Linked DNA regions of Zea mays: region 1 is linked to region 2. A link is a contact called in public Hi-C data. All regions are on one chromosome and are shown on one strand. Each heading gives the region's core, a stretch centred on a gene start, on an enhancer-like site or on the middle of the called end of the contact. The rest is flanking DNA. Distances are from core to core; before and after follow the strand shown.

Region 1 (2,700 bases), core at 75-2,574, 290 kb after region 2:
AAACTGGTTAGGTTTCCAATCCAGGAGGGCATTGTCTTGGTAGAGTAGCAATCAGAAATTTTCAATGTTTTCAAGCTCTGGAGATCACCAATCCATGAGAAATTTGACCTAGCCTCCCTTGAAAAATTTACCGAAGAGAGTCGCAAGGTACTAACATGGTCCATCTTGTCTACGAAAAAATAGGGAGGTTCCATAGAAATTGATCTTCCATCTATTCCCAGGTCTGTCAAAGATGTGAGATTGCCCAAGTAGCTCAGAGTGACACCAGAGAAATGTGTATCCTGTAGATTCAAAGTTTCCAGCGAGCTCCCATGGAGAAATTTTGGAATAAGCCCCGAGAGTTGATCGTTATTTGACACATCCAATACTGCCAGATTCTTCAGTTGAAAGATTTTCGGTGGAAAGGTGCCTCTCAAGTTATTAAAGCTGAGTTGAAGAACTCTTAAATTGAGAAAATCTGCAAAGAATTCTGGAACCACGCCGGAAATTCCATTCATTTTTAGATTAATCACTTCGATAGAGCGGAGACGTAGAAAATGTCGATGGATAGGACCAACAAGCCTGCATTCCTCCATGCTAAGAACCTGAAGATGAGGAACGTATTTTCCAAGAGTTCTGCCCCAATCTTCTCTGCCACTACTACTTATGTCCACGCCATCAAGGTAGAGCTCTCTCAGATTTGTGAGGTTTGACAATAGTGTCTCGAAACTTGGTTCTTGTAGGACCAAAAGGTTATAGCTGTCAAAAAGATTATACAATGTGTCTATTTCAGCACCATCAATGTTATGGATTGAAGAAATATCCAGCGATATGAGACTCGGGAGTTTGCCTATTACAACCGGAATGTGTCCATAGAAACCTGCGTAAGAAAGGTTGAGGTGTGTGAGTACCGAAAGCCTCTCAAAGCCAGCCGCCGGAATAGGGGATCCACCGAAGTCATTCTTGCTCAGGTCGAGTCGCTGGAGTGAGGTGAGGTTGAAGAGCGCGCCGTCAAGACTGTAGCTGTACAAGCCACGGCCACCGAGGTCAAGAACAGTGACATGGCCGGAGACACTGTCGCATCCAACACCCTCCCAGAGGCAGCAGTCCGTGCCTGCTTCCCATGAAGCAAGGGTGGTGGTGGAGTAGTCGAAGAGAAAGGATCGCTTGAGCTGGAGGAGTGCTGCAGCATGGTCTGGATGGCACCAAGGAGCTGTGAGGTTACCATACCAAGTGGATGAAGCTAGTGATGAGCGGAGGTGGTGTATCAGTATCAGGAAGAGGGGAAGGAGATAACTAGCACGAGCCATGCATCATTGTCTTTGCACTCCAGAAGGAAAGCAAAAGAAGATAGTTCTATATAGTAGTACTAGAGATGGACACATCCCATTGACGATGCCACCCAGTCCACCGTAATGACTTTGAAGTTTTCAATGTCAAGCCGCCGAAATAATTAAGGGCTGTTTGGGACTAGAGATGGAGACATCCCATTCACGATGCCACCCAGTCCAGTAGTCCACCTTAATGACTTTGAAGTTTTCAATGTCAAGCCGCCGAAAGATACCAATGTCTGCGTTGCTGCATCGCCCTCAAAGACTTCATGGGTGTTTGGGAATGAAGTTTTTTCACAATTTTGAAAGAATACTGCAGTATTCTCAAATACTGCAGTATTATATACAGAATGGTGTTTGGCAAGCTGACTAAAATCTCTGTTTTCAAAATTGAAGTATTGCAAATACTATAGTTGTTTTAAGGTATTCTAAACTTAGTTCTGAACCTCAGTTTTCAAAATTGTGGTACTGCGGTATTGTCATGACTAAAATATACTGTAGTATTTTAAAAAATATGGTTTTCAAAAATTTTGTTCCCAAACAGAGCCTTCACTGTTGATGCTGGTAAAATTATAAATCCCGGTTTGCCGCCCTCGTCAAACCGGCCACCCTCACTCAGAGCTAGTTTGGGAGAAAAAAAACAGAGAGTATTAAAGTGACTGAAATACTCTTTTATTTAAATATAAACAAGAAAAAGATTTTAATTTTTCTAATTTTTTCCTATTTTCTGACTCTCAAACTCAAACTAGTATCTGATGGGAAGAGAAGGAAATTGCTGGAAGCCCGGAACGGACGCGGTCTCGCCGTCCTCATGGGTCAAAGGCGGAGGGCCCACGACCCTGCAGGTCTGGACCACTCGAGTGCGCTTGGCCCTGGCGGCTTCATGCGTGGAGTGTGTGGGGTCTCCTGCCTACCCACGTCCCTGCTCACCGTTGCATCAAAAAAATTGAGTGGTCAGTTGAAAAATATGCCTCAGACAGTGCCAATGTATACTAGTACAGCGCGCCAATAATGGATGGTTATTTGCTGGATTAGACGCAGCGCATTAATGCCTTTTGCACCTACATTAATTCTATATTATTTTCTGCTTTATTTTCTATAGTAAATAATTAACAGAAATAATTAAAATGCATCCCAAGGCTATGCTGCTCATTTACATCGCTCTAAAGATCTGCGATGCGTTAAGAGTCTGTTTGGTTTTCTACCTAAGGCGTCACAATCTGCCTAACCTTAGGCGCTTGAATTGAAGAACTAAGCTTAGGCAGGAAAGTTAAGCACGGTATGGCGCTTTAGGCCGCAAACCAAACAACCCCTAAGTCTTTTGACTCACGTCGAGCGAGTACGTAATTGGTTAGTCGAGCGATCGCGCCCATACTCGTCTGGTGCGTTG
Region 2 (2,700 bases), core at 18-2,517:
AAATGGTCATATCACTAAAGTCCAAAACAAAAAGTAAATGACTAAGCATTAGTTGTGAAGAAGCCCAGACCGACTGCAGCGGCTTCCTCTACCCCTCCCCCTCACTAGTTTGGCGACTACAGTAGACCACTAGGTCACCAGGAGCTGCACCGCTTGCCCCTAAAGCACCTCCAACACCGGGTATTTTTCTCTCTCGGCAGCTTTGTGGTGACCCCCTTGCACTGTTCATGTTTTGTGTTTTGTATCCACGTGTAATTGTTAGTAGATAAAAATTTTATAATGGATGAAAAATAGGAATAATATTTTATGGTTATAGTGAGGTATATAAGAGTATTTAGAGAGAACCACCGTGGAAGATAAAAAAAATTAAGGTAGGGATAAATTGTTGATGACGTGACGCAAAAGTAGGACATGGGGGGTTTAAATTTAGGAAAACCGCTGCAGACAGTTTCATTGTTCTTGACTCTAGGATTTTGCTGGCTTTAACATGCGCTGATTGATGTCATCCGAACTTTGCAATGCAGCTCGCAACCAGTCTAATAAGACACAAACGTACCCGTTGCTTATAGACGCGGTCGCAGAAACGCCTCTATAAATTAATTTTTACCAGAACTACAAACAATCTGAAGCATATTGTTGGATATATATATATATAATAAAAAAGTCAGAACCAGATCAAGGGATCCAGAACACGTGCAACCGCATAAGTACATGGACGACTTAAGAGCATCTAATGCCTTGTGATCAGCTGTGCACCATAGCGTGCTGCAACCATTCGTCGTGGCCGTGGCCGTGGCGTGCCCTTTTGTATCTTCTATTCTGTCGTGCTCGTGCGTGCGCGCCGTGGTTTGCTGCTCTGGCATCGCCATCATGCACGCCAACGTCTACTGATGTGATCTTCATTCCTCACAGCCCATGCGTCACATGGATGGAAGAAAGTTCCATAGACTGGTAGCTGGTCACTCATGTCATGAACAATACGCCACGAGGCTGAAACCGAAAGGAGCGATATTTTGGTGAAGTTGAATTTGCACGTTCTGAACACGGAATGACACTGAAACCAACAAAGCAGGTCCTTTCACCATCCTGATCTACCCAAAGACAACAAGCAAGCCAGCAGCAGGCAGCAGGAGCCCCTCCGTCCGTCCCATCCGGCCATCCGCGCAGTGCCCCCACACCACAGGCATCTTGCCCCGCTACCAAGAAAGTACAACAGCTCACCTATCTACCTATCCATCTCCATCCACCCATCCTTGTTTGTTCCTCATGCATTCTTACTGTCCGCCTGCCTGCCTGATCAGGACAGGAGCCAGCATGCCGCCATCACCGTCGTTGCTGGACCTCATGAGCCTGCCGCCCGACCTGTCTCCGTCTGCCGAGGAAGCGGCGGACTCGTCGTCCTCGGAAGGCAGCAGCTGTGGCTTGGTGCAGGTGGTGCCGAGGGACCTCTCCGACGAGCTCCTCGGCAAGTTCGAGGACACCAGCGAGTTCGGCTTCGAGTACAGCCAGAGCGGCCTCTGGTCGCCGCTGGTCCTGCGGCCCGAGGTCCTCGCGACCGCGGTGCGGGACCGACGCAGGCGCAGCCGCCGGAGTTGGAGGAGGAAGGTTCGTATGGTGAGTTCTCTATAGAATTACGGTGAAAGCAGGGTGCTGCAGCTTGCTGCCTGCAGGTATATTCGGGTGCTCCCCCGGTCTCCTGACTATTCTTGTTTTCCTCATGTAGGTGTTCTGTTGCTGCTGACATCCGGTTTATGTTGGGACAAGCTCTTGTCTCTACTAAAAACTCCTCCGCAGCTTCTCATGTAAAAACTGTTTCGTACTTAATTTCGTGATGAAGTTAGTTTGTACTTTGGTTATAATGAAGATTACTTTTTACTGGGATGTAAACTAGAATGCCTGCGGGTTTGTAAGTGCTGGTGTCCACTGATTTTGGGTTCTCGAATATTTGTCGTCCGCTAGTTTATTTTGAACTAAACCGCGAAAAATAAAAAAGAAGGGAGAGAGTCCTGATTAAATAAGATGCTTTAGGCTTCATATTATTTCCAGCAGGTCGTGTATATATATAGACGTGCAAAATATTATTTACACTGCAGTTTGAAATATAGAGTGTCATATGGAGTAGGATAGGAAGTAGGAAGGCTAAGATGACCTTGTGCATTGTTTTACCTTTTTTTGCTTGCTATTGATGATAGATGATGCCAAGGTACTGTGGATAATGTGTGTTTGCAGAAGGATTGTTATATGATGTCACCATATATTGGTCACTTGGTTTTTTTAGGTGGTGTTCGGTTCGAGGTGGATTAAAAAAAAGATGGTATGAGATTAAATTTATTTATAATTAAAATTGAATAGAAGAGTATTTAATCTCTCCTAATCCCCTCTAATTCAGATGCAACCGAATAAACCTTTATGATTTTTGTTGGAACAGTTCAAAACAACATTAATTACCACTTGGTTTGTTAGATTATGCCGCTTAACCAGAACAAGACCATAGATAGCTTGATGCAGGGTCTAGCCGACTTTTACTTCGGACGACGCCTAGGGTATGTTCGCATACGAACATGGAGCCTCCGATGATGAGCGTGATATGTCAAAAGAGCCCTGCTAACATACCATCATTAAAATTCATTTTCGACTTTCGGTTACCGTCGAAAATAAACTTTTTTCAGCGGTATAAGGATATTTTCGGTGACAATTAGA

What was found. Hi-C and Micro-C count contacts between places; a contact is called where the count stands out from the background.
Region 1: a Hi-C map of tassel shows a contact between it and region 2, with 5 times the contacts expected there. The contact joins the promoter of LOC103627026 here to the promoter of LOC100275389 in region 2. A contact is called at or near these places in 2 of 25 Hi-C or Micro-C datasets (ear and tassel).

The regions. Positions count from the first base shown.
Region 1 is chr5:150,275,780-150,278,479 of Zm-B73-REFERENCE-NAM-5.0, forward strand. It overlaps LOC103627026 (receptor-like protein 7), which reads right to left and starts at 1,325. Exons shown (of 2, transcript XM_008647376.3): 1 at 1-1,325. The coding sequence starts at 1,289.
Region 2 is chr5:149,984,593-149,987,292 of Zm-B73-REFERENCE-NAM-5.0, forward strand. It overlaps LOC100275389, which reads left to right and starts at 1,268. Exons shown (of 2, transcript NM_001149473.2): 1 at 1,268-1,605; 2 at 1,724-1,881. The coding sequence starts at 1,315. The coding sequence ends at 1,741.